Linked DNA regions of Oryzias latipes: region 2 is linked to region 1. Evidence: chromatin contacts called from public Hi-C data. All regions are on one chromosome and are shown on one strand. Each heading gives the region's core, a stretch centred on a gene start, on an enhancer-like site or on the middle of the called end of the contact. The rest is flanking DNA. Distances are from core to core; before and after follow the strand shown.

The links. A called contact is a pair of places that touch in the nucleus more often than the background predicts.
Region 2: a contact with region 1 is called in a Hi-C map of fibroblasts, with 2.5 times the contacts expected there. The contact joins two enhancer-like sites. A contact is called at or near these places in 3 of 5 Hi-C or Micro-C datasets (embryo and fibroblasts).

What each region holds. Positions count from the first base shown.
Region 1 is chr17:18,850,662-18,857,680 of ASM223467v1, reverse strand. No RefSeq gene overlaps it. Among protein-coding and RNA genes, the nearest start is that of LOC101168073, 15 kb to the right of the region's middle. Within about 2 kb of position 5,345, at least 2 of the 8 cell types and tissues checked have an H3K27ac peak or open chromatin away from gene starts, as enhancers often do.
Region 2 is chr17:19,140,860-19,147,217 of ASM223467v1, reverse strand. No RefSeq gene overlaps it. Among protein-coding and RNA genes, the nearest start is that of tmem53, 21 kb to the left of the region's middle. Within about 2 kb of position 2,722, at least 2 of the 8 cell types and tissues checked have an H3K27ac peak or open chromatin away from gene starts, as enhancers often do.

The DNA.
Region 1 (7,019 bases), core at 4,096-6,595:
CAACTTCATGTCCTCTGTTAAGACATCCATGTATCTCCTCTTTGGCCGTCCTCTTGCCCTCCTGCCAGGCAGCTCCATCTCCAACATCCTTCTACCAATATATCCACTATCCCTCCTCTGAACATGTCCAAACCATCTCAGTCTGGCTTCTCTGACTTTGTCGCTAACACAGGCAACATGAGCCGTCCCTCTGATGTACTCGTTCCTTATCCTGTCTAACCTGGTCACTCCTAAGGAGAACCTCAACATCTTCATCTCCGCTACCTCCATCTCAGCCTCTTGTCTCTGTCTCACTGCTACCGTCTCTAACCCATAGAGCAGAGCTGGTCTCACCACTGTCTTGTACACCTTTCCTTTGAGTCTTGCTGACACTCTTCTGTCACACAACACTCCTGACACTTTCCTCCACCCGCTCCAACCTGCCTGCACTCGCCTCTTCACCTCTTTTCCACACTCCCCATCACACTGAACTGTTGACCCCAAGTACTTAAACTCCTGCACCTTCTTCACCTCAGTCCCCTGTAACCTAACGCTTCTACCTTGATCCCTCTCGTTCAGACACATGTATTCTGTCTTACTACGACTGACCTTCATGCCTCTTCTTTCCAGAGCAAACCTCCACCTCTCTAGCTGTTCCTCCACCTGCTCTCTACTCTCACTGCAAATTACAATGTCATCCGCAAACATCATTGTCCAGGGAGATTCCTGTCTTACCTCGTCTGTCAGCCTGTCCATCAGCATAGCAAACAAAAAAGGACTCAAAGCTGATCCTTGGTGTAGTCCCACCTCCACCTTGAACTCCTCTGTCTGACCTACAGCACATCTCACCACCGTCATACTTCTCTCATACATGTCCTGAACTACTCTGACATACTTCTCTGCCACTCCAGACGACCTCATACAGTACCACAGCTCCTCCCTCGGCACCCTGTCATACGCCTTCTCTAAATCTACGAACACACAATGCAGCTCCTTCTGACCTTCTCTGTACTTTTCCAACAACATTCTCAAAGCAAAAATGGCATCAGTGGTGCTCTTACGGGGCATGAAACCATACTGCTGCTCACGTGCTCAGCTTGCCCAATCTAGTCGAAGTTAATTCTATAGTGGTTATTTTTTAATCAGTTTAATCCGTTTATTTTGCCCAGCTAATGAACACAAAATTTAGTTACACCCGAGTTTGCTGTATAATATTAAGCAGAACCTAACTTAGTCATGTTTTGTTGACATCAATTACGGGCTCCAATATTTTGATATTTTGTAAACTTGATTTTTTCATTTTTTTTTCATTTTGAGTATTATAAAGCTACACATTTCTTATTATTATTTACCTTTGGCCCATTGGGGATCTCTTACTCTAACTTTTACAGTACGTTACTGTAAAAAAAAACAATGTTAATCAGTCAACTAGAAACCTAGCAAAGATTTAAGGATTAAACAATAATTGTATTAGGTTTTATACCATTTTTGCTCTGTGGGAAGAATCTTTTTAAAAACCTCTCTCTCTGAAGTTGCTACTTTTACATAAAGGGTTCCTTTAGTTTTACATTGTCCAGCAAATCAAAGAAATGATGAGAATTGTCGGAGGTATTCTCTTGGACAGCTGAGATGCTTTTAGATCATCTTGTAGGCAGAAAAAAATCAGTGAAAGTCATTCGATGGTTTGAGGAAGGACAAGTCCACAACAGAGGAAAATAAAAAAGAGCAAAAGAGAAACAGAAGATAAAAGAGGTGAACAATAACAAATGAGGAGTCTGATAAAGGTGGAAAGGAAGTCAGAGAAAATCAGATGAGACCATCCATTTTGGCGCATTATGGGGATGAGGTCGGTTTTCTTCTGCTGCTGTCAGGGAGATGCACACCTCTCTCCTTACATCCATCCATCCGTCTATCGTTTACCCCGCCAGTCGGGGGTTTCACTGAAGAATCTCCTCGCTAAGAAGTCCTGTCAGGCCTTTTCCGTTGTTATTGACCAACCATCCTTCCCCCACCGTCCCCAACTCTTCTTGGCTTCCCGAGATTAAACGCTCCCTTGTTGCGCCTCAGGGTGAGGGCGTGCTGGGACTGTGAGGTCCCAACCAGGGCATGTGGGTACACCAACATTAATCATCTTTAAAGACATGACAAGCGGTGAGCCAGTTTAGCTCGTGCTGGTTTGCGGCGCCTTCCGTCCGTGAAACCCGGGTTCGACTCCGGGCTGCTCCTTGTTCCCTTCTCTACCTCTGCCGGTTCCAAGCCCGGTTTGAGAAGGTTGCGTCAGGAAGGGCATCCGGCGTAAAACATTGCCAAATTTACCATGCGACTTGTTCGCTGTGGCGACCCCTGATGGGAGAAGCCGAAAGTGGAAGAAGGAGAAAGACATGACAAGCTGTGTGTGCGACGCTGCATTACATCGACACCTCATCCCTTCTCTGTGTCTTTTTGTTATGTTTGTTTCTAAATTTCAATCTCCCAACGCTGTGAAGAGTCTAACATGACAAAAACACCCACATTTTTCAACAGCTTTTCAGCTAATCTTAGATTTTAGTACACATGAGGTATAATATTGTATTTTTCTGCCACAAACTGGCCATTGGTTATACTTATTCCTTTTATCAGAACATGTTATCTGTGTTTTAGCAGTACTCAATAAAGTTCTACTCTGATCAGTTTTTGATCTAGAAAATTTCTTCAAACTGTCATTTTTTAAGGATATTTTTGCAGAGCGGTAGTAGTTCGCCAGAAATTCGTCTCTGACTTGTGGGCCGGAGTATTGGTGCGGAGTAAGCCCATCCACGGCCGTAGTGCAGTGGTAAGGTGGGCGACTTCCAATCGTAAGATTGCGGGTTTGATTCCCGCCTTGCCCGCCCATGTGTCGAAGTGTCCTTGGGCAAGACACTGAACCCCACCTTGCCTCTGGTGTTCGGCAGCGGAGCCGCCACCAGTATGTGAATGTGTTTGTAAATGGGTGAATGGGACTGTGACTGTAAAGCGCTTTGGGCCTTCAAAGAAGGTAGAAGTGCTATATAAGTATAAACCATTTACCATTTATCATCCCCACTTTCCATAGTAGTTAAGAATAGGTGAAAGAAGAGGAGGGGAGTACATGCTATTATATCTTTAGCATCTAAAGCAAAAACCCTATAAACATTTACAAAGCAAAATAAGTATTTATACTTTCTGATCACTGAAATCCTAAAGAAACAGACATTTGTTAGTTGATTCTAAGAATCCCTGCTCCTTATAGACCACAGGGGACTAGACTTTTTGTAGATTTTTTTAATTACATCAAAATCGGAACAACGGCATACTTTTAGCATGGCTAAAAGTGTTTCATCAAAGGAAAAAAGAAAAAGAAAACACAACACATGACATGCAGGATTTAAGCCATATATGTTGAAAATTTCTCAACATTTGCAATCTGTCACTACTTGTATCTCTACAAAGCCTTCTTAGTGCAAAGATGCATTTCCCTTCGGGGCTGCTTTCGTCCCTTTATGTACAGGATTGTGTGTGTATGAGTGTGAAAAGGTTAAAGAGAGAACCATCAAAGGCATGGGAGAGGCAGGGTCTCCCCCTACCTGGCCCTCTTGTTGCCGTGGTGACAAGCAGTCTAAACGGGATGTCCTGGCTGAGGCGGAGCCTTTTGTTCTGAGTCTAAAAAAAGCTTGTTTGATTGGCTGAATACAGGAAATCAGGAAGTGTCCTCCAACACTGAGCAGTGATATAATTTCAATAGCCATTATTTTTAGTTCACCCAGACAGAGCTAGAGGTACGCTCCAAGAAATGGGGTTTACACCGCTGCACACGTACGTGAGCGGCCACAAAGGGTCAAAGACACCATTGTAGGGGAAGCAGACATTGTGGTACGCACACATGCTCCAGACGCACATGCTGACACACAAAAACAGGTGGGCCCCACCCTGTTGCCCCGCTGATCAAGGACAATGAAGTGAGGTAGTGTTGGCAGACTCTGTAGAGCATTATCTCATCCTATAGCAGACACTTCTTAAACTCCCCCACCCCCTTATTTAACCTGAAAATAACATTACACAAGACTCTGCAACATTCTGCTCCCCCATTATGAAGGGTATTGTGCTTTTCATTTAACTCCTTGATGCCTGTATTGACTTTCAATGATCATAAATAATGTTTCACTTATGTGTTTGTGTTCAAAAGGATGCTCAATTAAGTTGAGATAGCTAATTGAAGCAGGTTGATGCCTATTTGCATCAGCCGGCATAACAGGATTTGGACCTAATGCTACGGTCACTTCAAATATTCCACAAAGTTTTTCATCAAACTTGGCAAGTGGGCGCGCAGCTGGGAGGTTTTAGGAAAAAGTTCAAATCTGATGCCAACTGTCAGTTGACATCGGTCAGTGGCCACCCGGGTACATTTCGCGGTTGCGTGATGGCAGTCCTTTGACAGGCAGAATGGCCCACTTTTTATATACCACCAGGCTACCAGACGGCTTGGTGGAGCTTCTTATGGACGATCGCTGTCTGTACACATCGTCCAATCAAAGCTGTTGCTATTCACCTATAGGCCAGCGATCCGGCTGCCGCTGACTTCCGCCTTCTACATTCATGACCACGCCGACAATTTTCAAAAGATTTGGTGGTGGCTTGAAGATTCTGCCACTGCCTCCCTATTGCGCAGTGGCAGTTGTTTTTGTGATCGTAGCCTGAGTATTTGCTAAATTTCTTTGGGGAAAGAAGGAAATATTGAAAAAAATTTGGGTAATTTTTTTTAATAGACTTTTTATTTTTTTCAGGTAAAAAGAAGATGTCCCTGTATGACAGCCAGGCTCCTGTCTGTCCCATCTGCCAGGTGCTGCTCCGACCAGGAGAGCTGCAGGAACACATGGAAACAGAAATCGAGCGGCTAGCAAACATATGCCTCAGGTAATCCTCAAAATTCAGAATCTACTCATCCCAAAAGCGTAACAAGTTAATGCACACTGCACTCCTTAAGGTAAATAAAGATAATAATGAAAAAAAAAAAGGAAAAAAAGTCAATGCTCAACGGCTCATAAAGCTGGGTCATTTGTAACCAATAGGCCGTGCACCACAATTCAGCTCCGACAGGCCGATCCAGTCATATTTCTCCCATGCAGGTATTTGTGTGCCATAAATCTGCATAAAAAGGCAGAAGCATGCTGTCAGCGTAAAGCTTAGCCTTTCCTACAGAGACCAGGATTCAAACCCGTGACCTCAAGTTCACTGCCACCCTTTCTTCTCCGCGGGGCAGTTGCAACTAGCAGTTTTACGACGAATAAATCAACTCCAAGCCCTTTTAACGATGGGACACAGCCATTAGGATCCATATTTCACCCTGCTCACACGCCTGGCTGTGTGTATGTGCACATGTGTTTGTGTACACGCGCGCAGGTCGCTCCTCTGGGGGTGTGTTTGTGTGTGACCCCACGTCCACCTTAGTGGCCTAGTTTTACGATAGCACCCATTAACTTGGAGAAACGGGGCAACAGACAGTGTCACCCCGCATGGAAATAACAGCTTATTTACCACCTGCTGTCTTTACTCGCATGTACCACGCTTAACATCTTTTGAGGCTTTATCGCCAAACTTTATTAAATCCTTCTGCTGTTTTCATCTGAATACATCCCTTTCTCAGTTTTTGTCTTTACAGCTATCATGCAAACAACAGAGACATTTTTTAATGTCTCTTTTGTTGCATTAGGTGGCAAAACGTCAGCAAAATAAAAAAAATCACAAAATCTGAATCATTGTGACAATGGGAATGCTGCTTTGCAAAGTAGGTGCGCAGTAAAGAAGCAAAATAAGGGAATGTTTGAGTCTGCATTGGGATCAAACACACTGATTTGTCACAGTGACAACAAATACAGTTCAGAGAATGCAGATGTAGAGAAGTACCAGCATCGAATGCTGCAGGGCGTCTTTTTCCAACTGGAAACTGAACTGACGAAATAGCAATGCCAACAATTTAAATTGACAATTGGTTTCTTTTTATTCCAGTTCATGAATGCAGTTTCCCTAAAAAAAAAATAAAAAAAAATAGTAAAAATAAAATATATGCCCTATTTTTTGGACTATGGGGCGCACCGGATTTTAAGGCCCACTGTCAATAAATGGTCTATTTTCAGTTTTTTGTCATAAGGTACACAGAACTAATAGACGTATTGAGAGAAGCTACACATTGGCCACATTAGAAACGTCAGCCACATATTTGCAATACCTGCAACTCCCAACCTTGTTTGCAACACATAAAAAAAATGACTGATGCTGCTAAAATATATTCGCTAAAACATATGACCACGCTAACTCCTAACCTTGTTAGTAACACATAAAAAAAATAAAAGTTTGACATCGCCAACCTTCCTCAGTTGACCGGAGAAAGGGACTCAGTGGGTGGAGTTTAAATGTCTTGGGGTTCACGAGTGGAGGGAAGATCGGAGCGTGAGATTGACAGGTGGATTGGAGCGGCAGCCGTCGTTTTTTTGGTTGCTTTACTGTTCTGCTGTGGTGAAGAGGGAACTGAGCCAGAAAGCAAAGCTCTTGAATTTACTGGTTGATCCTCATTCCAGTAGTCACCTATGTTCATGAACCGTGGATCATGACTGAAAGAACGAGGTCCTGAAGACAAGTGGCTGAAAAGAGCTTCCTCCGTATGGTGGCTGGTCACTCCCTTTGAGATAAGCTGAGAAGCTCGATGACCCGCAGACGGCTCGGAGTAGAACCGCTGCTCCTCCACACCGAGAGCAGCCGGTTGAGGTGGCTCGGACATCCAGTCCGGATGCCTCCTGGACGCCTCCCTGGGGAGGTGTTCCGGGCATGTCCCACTGGGCAGAGGCCCGGACAAGCTGGAGAGACTACGTCTCTCTGCTGACCCCGAGACGTCCCCCTAGAGGAGCTGGAGGAAGTGGCCGGGGAGAGGGAAGTCTGGGCATCTTTCCTTAGACTGCTGCCCCCCCGCGACCCGGTCCCGGGTGAGTGGAAGAAGATGGATGGATGATGGATGCATTGACGCATTTACAATACTCCGAACCTTGTTGTAA
Region 2 (6,358 bases), core at 1,473-3,972, 290 kb before region 1:
TTAAATCAACAACTAAAAAAAAACACAAAAAAAAAAACGGAAAATTTTTGGCAAAAATGATAAACAACAAACAGTAAAACTTAAAAGAGGTGAAGACATAAAAACGCTTGAGTGCATGAACAATTTGGCCTCACAAGGTCTCAGTGGTCTATGACTGATATTTTGTGCAGGCCACCTGCACAGATTTGTCCATTTTTCACCTGCAAACAGCCATAAGGCGACAAAGGCATAATACGGAAAATTTGCAAAACTGCAAGAAAGACTGAGACCAGTGAAATCTTACATGTAAACTGTGGATTCCTCTTTTAGATCAAAGCCTCACTCTCCATAGTTTGCAGACAATGGGCTTCAGACAAAGTTATGTGCCATCGACCTTTCCCTCACATCAACTCTGAAACCTGGCAGTCATTAGTGGCCGATTGATGAGGGAAATGATATTAGTCTGAAAACATTTGCAGCTCATCTTGAGAACGGCCAATTTTTACAATTGGTTTAAGGGGTTATGAATGTGGGCTCAGTTTGAAAATGGAAAATGGACATTTTTTATCTGAAATTGTTTCTGGAGGAGGCTTTTAGTGAGAGATGATTTCATCCTTTATTAGAATCTCTCTTTTCTTTGAAATGTGGCTCTTTTGTCTTCTGCAGACTGCTGTTACAAGAGAAAACACAAATTTTTGGCATGATTTTTGTAATTTTTTGAGAAGTAATGCAAAACATACAATTGTTGCTGTTTTAAAGCAATAGAAAAAATTCTGGGGATGTAATCCAATGTATAACAAACAGATGATTTTTACAAAGATCAAAATCATTATTTGCCCTTCTTGAGAACTCTCAGTACATAACAAAGCCCACAAGAGGCTTTCTCTTTGTTGTCAGCACATTTCAGTTTCATCTTCATCACCATTTTGTCAGTAGCCAGAAGGTGCAACGGATGTCAACCTGAATTTGGCACTCCTTCTTTTCATAACTGACACAAACGTGTATTCAGGAGCCCGTTCACGCACACACGTGCACTTGACCAGTGGAAGGAGCGTGTCACGTGAGTGATGAAGGTATGATGGAGGAAAAGGATCAGGAAGTGACTTTCATGATGCATCAAAGGGTAACATGACAACCAGAGGAAGATTTCTCGCTTGACGGGAATATTGCTCAGACGGACAGCACGGCATATCGCCGTTGATGTGTACTCTAGTGAGTGTGGTGCAGCGAAAGAGATCCCCTCCCAGAATAGACAGCATCTGGTATCCTTTGTGATGTGATTTCTTCTTATGTTGTGCTGTCTGTCGGGGTTTTTATCATTGTCACTTTGCTCTGTGTCCAAGTGCAAAAAACAAACGTGTGTTTATCCAGAAAAGCTTGAGAGCTTCTATTCTCTTGTAATATCTAGAGTCCCACTCTGGTCTATTTTGATCTATTTTAAAAGCGTTCCCTGTACTCTTAATTATGTTTATGCTGTTTTTAGCCAAAAAAAAAAAACAGTTTCTGCAGAATTCATTCAAAATTCTGTGAGTTGCGGAAAGGACCATTGGCGTGAAGCAAGCCCGCCCCCCCCTTCCTGTCACCCATAACTGAGCTATCCTTTTCCGCGTTCTCCCGGTAGCTTGCATACGCTGCCCTTAAGTGCAAATCAAAACAAATCAGTCAATGCAAAAACATATTGAAGATAACAATGAAAATTAAAAAAATTACAAAAATAGTAAAAAAACAATTGGAAAAAAATGAAATGTCTTGGAAAGCAAAAATAATTTCCAGAAATGAATATAAAATGTTTAAAAACAAAAGCACAATAACAAATCGGAAAAGGTAGGTAGTATGGGACATCGATGATAACTGGATGATTTTTCTTCATTTTTTGTCTTGCTTTTTTTTAATTGTCATTGTGATCTTTATCACGTTTTTCCATTGAGCGATTTGTTGGTGTGATTTGCATGTAACGGCCACCACACTTACAGCCCCTCACACTCCCAACCTAACACTGACGACGCAACAAAAACGGCGAGCAATATTGGAGCTATTCAGCTGTACAGTTTTAAGCCAGATGACTACTGGGACTAGGAAAACACAAAATCTTTTGCCTCCCCATTGTATTTTAATGTCACAATTACACTCTTTTTCCAACAGGATTTTTGTTTGTTTGTTTGAATTTTACAATGATTTAAATAAAGAAATATGCAGAAATGCAATTTTAAGCTTAATTATCTTAATATTTGTCCATCACCAGAAAAATGCCACAAGGACATGTTAAAAACACCAAACACACAATTTTCATCGTAGTTGGTCTTCAAAAGACTTAATCTGCTGATCAACTGGAAATTTCTATACATATTGCTACTAAGTAAAATTAAATTTGTTTCGCCTTTCCTGCAGTACTTGCTTTTCCTGGCCACTTTTGAGGAACACGGCCTCTCTTTATGTATAACCACATGCAGCCCCCTGTGGTGCCTGCGGGAGACATAGAATCACCCGGACCAAACACGATAAAGGTAATTTACTGCCAAGGCAAATTCCATAGCTCTAGGCCTCCATGCCATCTTAAACAGCCTGCTGACCTTTAGCGTCTGATTTCATAAAGAGGGACACAATCCGATTAGGCTTGGACAGGAAAGGTCAAACGCACTGGCAGTTGTGGCAAATATGTGGCCACTAGCTACTAGTGATGTACAGAATGACCATCTCTGTGTGAGCCCAGAGCATGCAATAGTGTGTGTGTGTGCTAGTAAAGGTTGCGTGTGTTATAAGGGGCAGAGGTGGTGGCAGCTGTGGTAGTTAGCCTCTGTAACCTCTTGAGCCTTTAGCAGAAAGGCCAGCATATCTGACATGGGGGTGAGCTTCACTTTTATGTTCCAGAGACGACACTTAGACACAGGAGCACAGGCACAGCAGGTGGCATTGCACCAGCTTTAGCTGATAGCATCTTCCGCTTGACTTGCCTTGAAATTCAGCCTGCTTTATTGTGGTTTTGTGCCCTTGGAGCTCCCTTTTTCTCTTGGCGGGGGGGTGGGGGGTGTTACAACACAGCTGAGTACACTCTCTTTTTTGGTAGTTTAAATCTTTTTTTGTGCTGGGTATCCGAAAAATCACCATGTTTAGGTTATTTTTCTAATTTACCATACTGTCCGTACAGTGGACATAGTGGTTTTAAGCACGGGCCGTAAGCCAATCGCCCGGGGTACAAATTTAAAGGGGGCGTCGGTTCAGTGCTTGAAAACAAAGCAAAAAAAAAAAAATTGTGCCACTATTGGTTTTCTGGATAACAAGGAGCCCTGTTTGTAAAAAGAAAAAAAGAGTGCGCTTTATAGTGCAAAAATTTCACATTTAGCATATTTAGTGTGGTATTTAGCTAAAAAAAAACGTTGTTTTGTTTTGTTTGGGTAACCTCTGTAAATATACAGTTAGTGTTACTCCCCTGAAATATCCACTTTGGGACCTAAGCTATTAAATAAACGCTTGATAAACTTTTTTACTGTACATTCTCCATTGGGGGTATTGGCGTGCCGTCTTTTTACAGATTTTTTGCAGGCGCCAGTCAGGTTAACACTCTCCATCTAAAAAAGCTAATTTATAATAAATTTTGATTTATATCCAGTTTTGCTAAACAAACCAAAAAAAGGACTATTAACTAAAGCTGCACAGCTTTTTTCCTGCTTAGGAAAAATAAACAGCATACGTCTGTGCTTGCTGTAAATTTTTTTCAGAAAGAAGAAACACAAACACACTTTTGGTCTCTCTAAAAAAAAACTATAATAAAAAAAATCACTAAAACATAGTAAATAAAGATGCAGATATAATAGCTTAGTGTTGAGCGTCTTGCTTCAAGAGAAAACTAGGACACCAAGATGAAGTAATTCTCTACTTTCCCTCCAACAAGGAGGCTGAAACATAATCCAAAAAAAGAGCACTTAATTCTATATTTGTCTGTGTGTACTTTCCACCAAGACTGGTGTTCATAAAAGTTGTCGTGTCGTAGGTGTGTCAGCTCCCCCCATGTGGATGGTTTTAGTAGCAGAGCTGTCATGTGATTTACGATCTGCCCATTAAGGAGTTCACAGAGATGATGTTGATTGTGTGGCGCGATCATAGTTTGCTGTTCCTGACATTAAATAGGTGCAAACAACTGTCCTCTAATAAAAATGTGACTTTTTCATAGTGAACATATTCTGTCTAAATTCATCTCTGTGAAAAAAAAAATAGGTTAATTTTTGAGCAGAAAATAGAATGGTGGTGCGTATTGTGCGATGAAAGTCCAGGCGCGTGTTGTATGTGTGTGCCATGGTTAATGCTGATAATGCCGGGGCACAGGGAGGTGCTGACAGCGCTGCTTCTGCTGAATGACGGAGATGATGTTAACAAGCACGGGGAGGAGGTGACCACCCCTCTGTTTACAATATGAGGGTGCTAAAGCTGTCGAGCCCATAACTAACACACACTGGTGCTGCGTGTCTGCCGGTGCACGCGCACACACACCATGAATGCTCCTTATCCTCCACTGTTTTGTTGGAACAGCCCTCATGTCAGCGATGCAGCAGAGCAGCTTGCCTGGTACTCCAGCTGAGAGCGAAACAGAAAAAGACATATTTATTCAGGGATGAGGCCTATAACAGCAAACTAAAATAAGAAGAACAAAATGTCTGAACAGGTCTAACAAGTCATGTTGTGCTGCTTGTATGTGGAAAATGCCAACAACAAGTAGACGTTTTTAAGATTTTACAATTATAGTTCTATAAAAAAGCTCTGGAAAACTCTAAAAGGAAATCTACAAAACACAACATTGTTGTCAATTTCCTGACATGACAACATGTTTTGCAGTTTTAGCTATTAAATCAAGTGAAAGATAAATCCATTTTAGAGGTTTTCTAACTGACTCATTAGTTAATTAGTGTATAAATAATGAATGCTTGCAAATTTTTGTATAATAAGGCTTCTATTTGTCTAATGTAGCTTAATTGCTTTTTAAAACTGTATTTATTCCCTGCCTGGACAGTAATATAAAATGCTAATTTGTTTCGTTTTTAAGAGGTTTAACTAATAACCCCAAAATCTGATGTTGTCTATGTTTTAGAATAAAACATTCTGTATAAATTAGTCCCCCCCCCCATTTTAAATTTGTATCTAACTACCTTCGGATATGCCGGGATGACACAAACTCATAAGTCCTCTAAGTTTTGATTGTTATTTATTCATTTTTGTTAGCAGTAATGTAAATTTTGTGTCAGTAGATAGTCTTAGTCCCATTCACCCATGCACACACTGCTGCCTAAAGCTCATTCACACCTGAACGCGATTCAAGTTTGCATCTACCAACTCTCATTGGACATGTGTCAAATTTGCTGCTGGATTCTTGTTCAAAAATGGGTTCAGAAACTTTATGCTCCTGATGGGTGTGGGAGGAGCCACCAGTCAAAGTTTTGAGCCTCATCACTTTAAATCTTATTGATAGTGCATGAAAGACACAGATGATGTTGAGAGATCAGGTTTATTGATTTTGAAGAGCATTAGTAATCACATCGCCATGTCTGGGTTCACTAGAGTAGTCTTTTTTTTTTACGGTGAGGTTCACCATCTACTGCAGGAGCTGTGTCTGAATGACGGCCACTTTGAGCGGCACCTTCTCCCAATAGTCTGGGGTGGAAAATCTAAAAAAACAAAACAAAACAAAGAAGAATAAAATTAGAGGATGTGTTATTCAGAATTCATTTATTGTCACATGCACAGCTTTACACCGACATACGCAATTAGTTCCAGTACAACCTGAACAAGATCAGACATACAACAGATACACATATACAGTTCAGAGTTGACTGAGGCTGCAGCAATAAATGCGCTGCCTTACTAGGATGGGTGTAGATGGGTCACCAATGGGCAGGGTCTGGGTCACTGGTGACAGAAAAAAAAGAGTCAAAAAGAAAAGAAAAGTTATTATCGTCTCAATGCAAATACGAAAAATATTGGGAAGTTGACAGATTCTTCTCTTTGTTGGCTTTGGACTTTGGACTACATCAACTAATCAGGGAGTCTGCTTTGGACCATAGACCAAGGCCGACTCCCTGATTGGTCGATGTAATGCATCTTCTTCGCCAAATTTTAGATATTTGAACTCTGAAAAAATTGCGCCGTGATGTTTGAAATGCATCCAGACCACATTTAGTGTGAAAGCAGCTTAATACTGGCATCAACCTACTACCAGGAGCAATGCGGGGATTCAATATCTTTCCCAAGTACACTTTGACACATGGGTGGGCAGGGCGGGAATAGAACCTGCAACTTTCCGATCAGCGGTCGACCACACTACCGCTGCTCCATGGCCGCCCATAGGGTGGAGAGAGTGGAGGAAGTTCTGTGCAGGCATAAGTCACATTAC